3 separate regions of the Mus musculus genome follow, and regions 2 and 3 are each linked to region 1. The links are chromatin contacts, called in public HiChIP or PLAC-seq maps. All regions are on one chromosome and are shown on one strand. Each heading gives the region's core, a stretch centred on a gene start, on an enhancer-like site or on the middle of the called end of the contact. The rest is flanking DNA. Distances are from core to core; before and after follow the strand shown.

Region 1 (2,563 bases), core at 38-2,537:
CAAACCATACTCAAGGGTGCTAGAGTCATACAGGGGCCACAGGATATCCTGCAATGTTCCCCTCACTGATCCCACCCTGGCCACTGGACCTTTGCACGTGCTAGGGCCTCTCTTCCCTGTGTGACTGTACAAGTAGGGACCTGTGCGGCTGGAACCTCTATTTTCCTTTGTTCACCCAGGAAGCAATCAGCCTGGCCCAGTGGGATTCCCGAGCCCCTCTGTAGTCCTTCTCAGGCCCCCAGCACCCTCAGAACTGCACTCTGCTTTCATAGATCAGGTAGCATTTTCTAGAGTGTTGGAGAAATCTGAGCAAGCAGGCTATGCTCTCTCATGCTCCGCAGCTTCTGGAGTGGTGGGCACACCTTGGGCTGCTTCCGGGATTTGTGTTGTATCAATAGTGGCGCCCTGAGCATCCATGACCCTTCTTTGTACGGACATTGGTTTTCCTATCTCTGACACACTTACCTAGGAGTGGAATGATTGGGGTAAATAACTGTGTATTCTAATTTTTAGGTGTGATGCTGGATTTGAACCCAGGGCTCCCTCTAATTCTAGGCAAATGCTCTACCTCTGACAATACACCTCCCAGCCATAGTTTAACATTTGAAAAAGATGTCAACCGGTTCCTAAAGTGGCCTGGTCACTTCCCCAGGCTGTGTGTGTGTGTGTGTGTGTGTGTGTGTATGTGGTGGAGGTGGAGGTGACAGGCTGGGGATTGGATCCTCTTCCCTTCCTGTCAAGGCTGGACCCCTGCTAACCCAGTCTCTTCTAACCTTGCTCATCTGGCTGCTAGCTGGAGAGGAGCCAAGGACAGCAGGGGTCTGGCTTTCTCCAGCAATCCAGCCGAGTCTTCTAGGCTCTCAGGGCTTAGAGAGAGGTTCAGGCTCGCTCACGGTGGGTCTTTAAGCCAGCCCCTGTGCACCTGTCTCCTGCTGGGTCTCCCTGGTAATAACAAAGGCTGAGGGGGATGGACAGGGTGTTGGGGTCTCCTTGGACACCTGGCTAAAGCTGGTGTGGGGTGGGTGGGCGCACGCAGGGGGAGGCAGCTGCTCTCACGCGGCTGGGAGAGAAGAAAGGAGGCGCTGGCAGAACCCAGGCGGAGGGCGGATACCTACACCGAGCCGGGGGAACCGAGACTAGGAGCAGAAACTCTCTCCTAGCAGTCCCGGGAGGGGCGCGGGCTCCTCATTAAAACCGCAACCCGGAGCCGGGCCGCAGCGCGCAGAACCGGGCTGCAGGCGGCCTCCCGCGCACCGGGGCCCGCGCCGGCTCCAGCCGCCCGCGGCCGACCTCGCGCGTCCTCAAAGCCAGCCTGTCCCACTTCCCCCGCCGGTTGCTACAGCAACTGAGCTCTGAGTAATCAGCTGCACCGTGACCTTTCTTCCCCGGGAGAGAGAGAGAGAGGGAGGGAGGGAGGGAGAGAAAGAGAGAAAGAGGGAGGGAGGGGAGGAGGGAGTTGGAGGGAGGATGGAGAGAGGGAGAGGAGGGATGAGAGAAAATGGAGGGGGGAGGGATGAGAGAGGATGGAGGGAGGATGGAGAGAAGGAGAGGGAGGAGGGAGGAGAGGATGGAGGGAGGAGGAAGGATGTTGGAGAGAAGTGGAGAGGAGGGAGGGAGGGAGGCAAGCAAGGAGGGAGGGAGGAGTCGGAGAGGCTGAGCGGCTGGTCAGAGCTGTAAAGACACCGCAGCTGGGGTCTGGGGCCGTGTGGGGAGGGGCTGGCAGCCAGAAGGCAGGAGAGAGGAGGGGAGGGAACTGGCAGCGCCGTGTTGGAGGAGGGGGAGCCGGGAACCGACCTGGACAGATTCCTGCCCCTCCTCATCCTCCCCCAGGGGAGGTGAGGGAGCTGAGAAAGACTGGCAGGACCCCTTTCCTACAGACCTGACCTCCCTCCCATTCCCCAGATAAGACAACCGAGGCGAAGGCACCCGGCCCCTCACTGCAGGGAGCTGACCGAAGGGTTGGGGGTGGAGTCCTAAGAGCTCTCAGCACCCCACTTCCACCTGCCCTCTGGCCTCAGTTTCTCTGGTGGTGGAGTGTGGCTCCCCAGGGCACAGAGCTGGCTGCCTAGCCTCACCCAGGTAGAGAGAACCCGACAGCCTTTCACACCAGATATTGACTTGAATTCTCTGAAGGCAGCTGGAGGGAAGATGTGAAGGCTGGGGCTGAAGCGTTGGAGAAGGGGTGGACAGTCATAGCGGCCACGGAGGTCTGGAGAGCCAGGGACAGGACACAGCCACGACTCTCTCAGACATGGCAGGAAATCTTCCCTGGTCCCCAGAACTCATCTCCACTCCTCCTCGGCATGCTGCCCTGGGGTTGGTGCCAGCACCAGGCCTGTCACCCACAGGCCCTGGGGACCTGCCAGCCGCCTGTTTACCAGACACGCCAGCCCCCAGTCACAGCCGGGCCTCGGAGAAGGGAGTGGGGGAGGGATGACAGATGGCGGAGGTGCCTTTCTAACCAGAGTCGGAGACAGTTGAGGAACAAGAGAAAGCCCTCAACCCCAGAATCCCCCAGTCCCCACTATGTACAGGAACACAGGAACACCCTGGCCAACCTCAG
Region 2 (2,563 bases), core at 46-2,545, 250 kb after region 1:
CTCACCCTTCAGCTCCATAGCAGATACCCAGTGGAACACAGCTAGCGGGGAACCCACCAGCCGGCCCTGGAGGCACGGAACTCCTGCTCTTAATGAGGGAACCATTACATCATGGGGAGGAAAGGGGGAGCAATGACAAGAGCAGGGTGTCCTTGTCTCCTCCACATGGGCCTGACCGTGGGAGGAAGCAGGAGCACAGGGATGGGCAGGGCCGGGGACCACGTCCAGGCCCCTCTCTTCTTACTCGGCCACCAGACGGAGGACAGTCAAAAACTGGGCACACTGTGGTCAATTCCCCCAACTCAGGCCCTGCTTAGCACCCATCTCAGTAAACAGCCTCTCATCAAACAGAAAGAACAGAAGGTGGGCGGGAGGGGTGCTGGGTCACAGAGAGCACAGGAACCTGGCCAGGGTGGCTCTGGTAGTTCAGCCTCTCCTAGCCTGATGTGACGGGATGGATGGGCAGCAGGCTCCCGAACTTGAAGTGCTGGATCACAGGGAACTTCTCCAGGCACTGAGAAAGGAGGGGAAAACCAGGGAGGTGAGGCCTGTCTCGCCTCCTGCATCCCCAGTAACCCAGACAAACATGAGGTTTCCAACTGCAGCCACCTCCACGGGAATCCACCTGTGCTGGAGAGCAGCCCCCGGCCTAGGAGGAAGGTGATCTCGTTCACCTCATCCCCACCTCCCACTCAAAGGCACCCATACTCAGCAGAAGCCAAGACAGGCAGCTAAGAGACATCACTTGACCCAGAAGGGATGAGCCATAAGAAATGACAAAGGTCCCCCCACCCCCACCCGAATCCTGACCCTAGCAGTATAGGGACATCTGAACACAACTGAGAAGAGGCTAGGGCCTACTTTCTGTAGTCTTTGGCCTCAAAGACATCTTGACTCTTCAGAGTGAGACAACAGGAGTGGGCTGACACTCCTGCCCTACCTTGGCAGCAGCCTCTATGGAGCTCGTGGCTCGTGGCTCCCTGAGCCCAGGCCCACAGGCTCTAGCTTTGCCTGTTACTGGCTTGCTCTGTCTCCCAGGCAGTAGCTCCAGGCAGAATGTGAGGCTGGCCTGGCCTCCTCCTAAACAAGCCGGGGGTGTAGGCTATTGAGGTGACCTGTAGGCTATTGAGGTGAGAGCCTAGCTCTAGCTGTGTCAAAGGACGAACCTGGTGGCTCACCTTCCCTTACCCCAGACAGCAGCTTCAGAAGTGGGAGGGGCACACAGAGGAGCAAGTAGACCACAGAGACTGAGCTCTAGCTTAGAGCTAGGCCTCAGCAAAGCAAGCATGAAGAAGGAGGTGCAGTCTGTCCTGGGGGAGGGAGGAGCAGCATGTCCAGGCCTGAGGCAAGGCAGCTGCCACAGTGCTTATGTCATCAGGAAGCGGTGGGAGTTTGGAAGGCCCCCCCACCCCCCTGAATTCCAGAAAGGGTCAAAGGTCAACCTGCTTTAGGCTCTCCCAGAAGAAAAGCCAGAAAGGCAAGTGGGGGAAGGGCCCACAGGGCCAGCAGGAGCAAAGTTGGTAAGAAGCTGCTGGGGGGGGCGTGTGGGGTGGAGGAAGTCCAAGGCCCCAGGGCAGCTGAAGCACCTAAGGGGGCTTTGCTCCCAGCAATTCTGCCCAGCAACTGAACCTGGGCTTTAGAAACGTGGCACCTCCTGGCCCAGCAGAGTCCAGGCTGGGTAGTTGGAGAAAATAAGTCCAGATACGGTGATAGCCTTCCTTATAGAAATAGCCCCATCATACAAGGCCCAGAAAGCCCCTGATACTTCTCTTCAAAAAATCAGGTCAGGGAACTTGACAGCTAATTGCATATCCTGAGGCTGCTTAATGCCAGGCCTGAGCAGACCCCTATTGGCAGCTCAGGGGTCTTCCCAGCGGATGGAGCACTGGGCCTCTCCTGGGCCCTATTCCCAGGGACTAGAGCTTAAGAGCACCAGTATGAACTGGGTATACCACCTAGAGGTGGTGGCGCACGCCTTTAATCCCAGCACTCCGGAGGCAGAAGCAGGTAGATTTCTGAGTTCGAGGACAGCCTGGTCTACAAAGTGAGTTCCAGGACAGCCAGGGTTATACAGAGAAACCCTGTCTCCAAAAACAAAACAAAAAAGAACTAGGTGCTACAAAGCCTCATGCTCATGCCTGTCAACAAGTTGCAGAATTACCCTACAAATCCATCCTGGCAAGGGGAGGGTCAGCTCCCACTTACTGCATACACCCAGTGAGATGCACCTGTCCAGTCTTTAGTCACACAACACATCCTGTCAGTCAATAACTGCAGGGACACCTAGCATTTAGGACTTAAGGTTTAGGTGGTGGCTTCCAAGGCCTGTGTGTTGTAACACCACCATCTTGTACCTTATCTGCTCCTCCCTCAGCCTGCAGAGCTTCTGCCTCTGAAAGGGGGACAGGGTCAGGGGTGGGTGGGGGGCAGGGTAGCTGGCCTTCCTCTTAGAAGGCTGAATCAATCCAGGTTTGGAGACATGGGGTGACATATACCTCCATGCTGACATTCCAGCAGCAGGACAGTCTTCCCTGTGTTTCCTGCTAGAAACCAGAAGTAAGGC
Region 3 (2,563 bases), core at 31-2,530, 150 kb before region 1:
CTTTGAAAAGCTGAGCTGAGGACTTTATAATCCTGTGTGACTTTGTGTGTGTGTGTGTGTGTGTGTGTGTGTGTGTGTGTGTGTGCGCGCGCGCGCGTGGTGGTATTGGGTGGACTGGTTGTTTTTAAAGCCCCTTCCAGATGACCTTTAACCTCTGCTGGGGAAATAGGCCTAGCTAGCTGTCCTGAGAGATCCTCCACCCCAAACTGGTGGGCGTGGTTGTGCAGATATCTCCACCCCACAAACCCTCTGAAGACTTGTCTTAGTTTGAAGGTCCTAGACTAAGTTTGGCTTAGTGGCTCGGCCTCTCCACAGCCTCAGTTTCCCCCAGCAGCAAAGGCACCAGCTTCTGAGGGTAGGCTGGTATGGAGTGCAAGGGAAGCCAGCTTTCCCCAAGTCACACATCCTCAAGATTGTAAGTGGATCTGGTTCAAAGAGGGTCTCCCCTGAAGGAGGGACTTTTGAAACAACAGCAGGTCACCTCTCACCACACCACTGGACTGTGGTTTCTGTGATTGTGGCTCCCACTGTGAACAATCCAGTCCTCCAGTGCCCACAGCTGAGATCCTGCAGCTAGGGGGTTCCTTTAGCTGCTCTGGTCCACAGCCACAGTCTCGCAAACCCTGTGTCCCCACAGCCCAGGGATCCCACAGCCAGGGTTCAACAGTCCACTAGTCCTGCAGTCCATGGTCTCTGTAGCTGGGATCTTGGAGCTAGCTCTCTCTCTCTCTCTCTCTCTCTCTCTCTCTCTGTGTGTGTGTGTGTGTGTGTTGTCCCATTATCCGCCGATCCCACAGTCACAGTCGCACAAGCCAAAGACTCCACCAACTAAAAGTTCCAGAGCTAGTGGATCCTGCAGCCAGTGAACTCCTCAGCCCGAGTTACTTAAGGAAGGGATCCCTGGACCCGGAGTGCTGTAGTCCGAGTCCCGCCGCCCCTGCCCGGTTCCCACGCCGCACACTCACCGTCCTGCGGCGCCGCCTCGCTGCCGCTGCTGCCCCCGGACGGTTCGCGCGCCGCTCCCTCCCGCGCCTCGGCGGGCCCCGAAACGGGCCCCGCAGCCCTGCGCCCAGCAGCCGCCACCTCCTCCAGGTCCAGGAGGTGGCTCACCGAGAAGTTCTTGCGCGCCTGGGCGCAATCGCCGGGTGCGGGCGGGGGCCCCGGGCCGGGCGCTGGCGGGTCTAGGGCGAAGGCGGCGGCCGCGCTGTCCATGCCCTGGCCGCGCCTCTGCCGGCCGCCGCCGCCTCCCGCTGCTCACTGTGCCGGATCTCAAGTCAGTCGGTCGGGGACCCGAACTTTCTGCCCTCCCCTACGGGCGGACCGCTCACTAGCCAGCGGCCCGGGCCACACGCCCCTTGTCGGGGCGGACCTCGCCCCTGGCTCCCCTCCCCGCGTCCTGCGCCGTCCGGCGGGAGGCGGGGCCAGGCCGGGGTCCTCGGACTCCCAGAAGCAGTTTAGGGGGTGCCCAAATCCCGTGGGGAGGGGTCTTTAAATATCTCAACCAGAGTCTCTGGAGGTGATGGGTGGGGAATCCGCCTCTGTTTGTTGCATATTGGGGGTGGGGCACCCCAAGAAAGTTGACAGATCCTGTCCCCTCCAGTCCACTCCTTCTTAGACAGGGTCTCATATATTGCAGATTAGCCTCGAATTTGCTACGGAGCCAGGAGCGGCCTTGAACGCTTCCCAGATTGTCCCTCATTGTTCCCACACTGATGGAAAGAAGGAGAAGTTTTCGAGGACCACCCCGCTCCCTCCATGCCGAAAGGAAGGTTCGGGCATGGAGGCTGGGCCTTTTCTCTCATGTTGCAGTGGGTGACACTTATGCGCCTGTCCCCAGAATAGGTTCTCCTAAGGACCAACCAAGTAGGAAGGGGCGAGCTTCTGGGGTGCACAAGGAAGAGACTCAGCAAGGATCATAGATGAATGACAGCGGAGGGAAAGACAAACCAGGTCTATCTTTTATGTAACTTTTTCAAGAAAGACCAGAGAACCAGCGGGTGAGAAGAACGGAGACTCTTCAGGGCTCCAAATACCCCAAGTCTTACCCCAAAACTATTTTCACTCCCCTTGCTACTGCCAGAAAGACATGAAGTCATAGCACCAAAGAGAACACAAGGAGGTCTTCAGGGTGTCAGAGGCGGGCAGCAGGAAACCGTCTCGAGACCCACCCTGGAGACTCTGACCCACCCCGGGGTACCCTGAGTCTCTGCCAAGGACACAGGGATATTGCAAAGGGTCTGAGAAACGATCTAGCTCCTGTTCCCTTGCAGGACAGACCAGGAAAAGCTAAAGCTCATTTTAGTGCTCAGAGAACGACTGAAGTTGGCCTGTCCAAGCTCTTGTTTACTGCGCAAAGTGAGGTCCAGAGCCTATATACGTTGCATTAGGGTCTGGGGAGCGCTGTGGCCACAGTGGTATCCTTCATCTCATGTAGTCACCATTCAGAGCACGATGAGCAGAGATGTCCTACATCAATGCTCGGGCTCCAGCCTCCTGTGTTAATATCAAGACTGTGCTTGGACCTTGAGCAAGTATCTGAGACCCTAGTTTCCTTGATTGCCGA

Evidence for each region. HiChIP or PLAC-seq counts read pairs in DNA pulled down with a chosen protein or histone mark.
Region 2: an HNF4G HiChIP or PLAC-seq map of pancreatic cancer cells shows a contact between it and region 1. The contact joins two enhancer-like sites. A contact is called at or near these places in 1 of 39 promoter capture datasets (embryonic stem cells), 13 of 484 Hi-C or Micro-C datasets (the C2C12 cell line, the HL-1 cell line, MC3T3-E1-derived osteoblasts and 9 more), 25 of 115 datasets of contacts at active chromatin or transcription factors (the HPC-7 cell line, acute myeloid leukemia, bone marrow-derived macrophages and 20 more) and 3 of 9 other capture datasets (adipose tissue, embryonic stem cells and liver).
Region 3: a contact with region 1 is called in an HNF4G HiChIP or PLAC-seq map of pancreatic cancer cells. The contact joins the promoter of Prrx2 here to the enhancer-like site in region 1. A contact is called at or near these places in 3 of 115 datasets of contacts at active chromatin or transcription factors (embryonic stem cells, microglia and pancreatic cancer cells) and 2 of 9 other capture datasets (adipose tissue and pancreatic islet).

Annotation. Positions count from the first base shown.
Region 1 is chr2:30,692,160-30,694,722 of GRCm38.p6, reverse strand. No RefSeq gene overlaps it. Among named protein-coding and RNA genes, the nearest start is that of Gm14486, 15 kb to the right of the region's middle. Within about 2 kb of position 1,287, at least 344 of the 459 cell types and tissues checked have an H3K27ac peak or open chromatin away from gene starts, as enhancers often do. A contact at or near this core is called in the C2C12 cell line, the HL-1 cell line, adipose tissue and 14 more, where this site is marked.
Region 2 is chr2:30,444,328-30,446,890 of GRCm38.p6, reverse strand. It overlaps Ptpa (protein phosphatase 2 protein activator), which reads right to left. Exons shown (of 10, transcript NM_138748.5): 10 at 1-514. The coding sequence ends at 437. Among named protein-coding and RNA genes, the nearest start is that of Ier5l, 29 kb to the left of the region's middle. Within about 2 kb of position 1,295, at least 133 of the 459 cell types and tissues checked have an H3K27ac peak or open chromatin away from gene starts, as enhancers often do. A contact at or near this core is called in the C2C12 cell line, the HL-1 cell line, adipose tissue and 12 more, where this site is marked.
Region 3 is chr2:30,844,084-30,846,646 of GRCm38.p6, reverse strand. It overlaps Prrx2 (paired related homeobox 2), which reads right to left and starts at 1,280. Exons shown (of 4, transcript NM_009116.2): 1 at 966-1,280. The coding sequence starts at 1,212.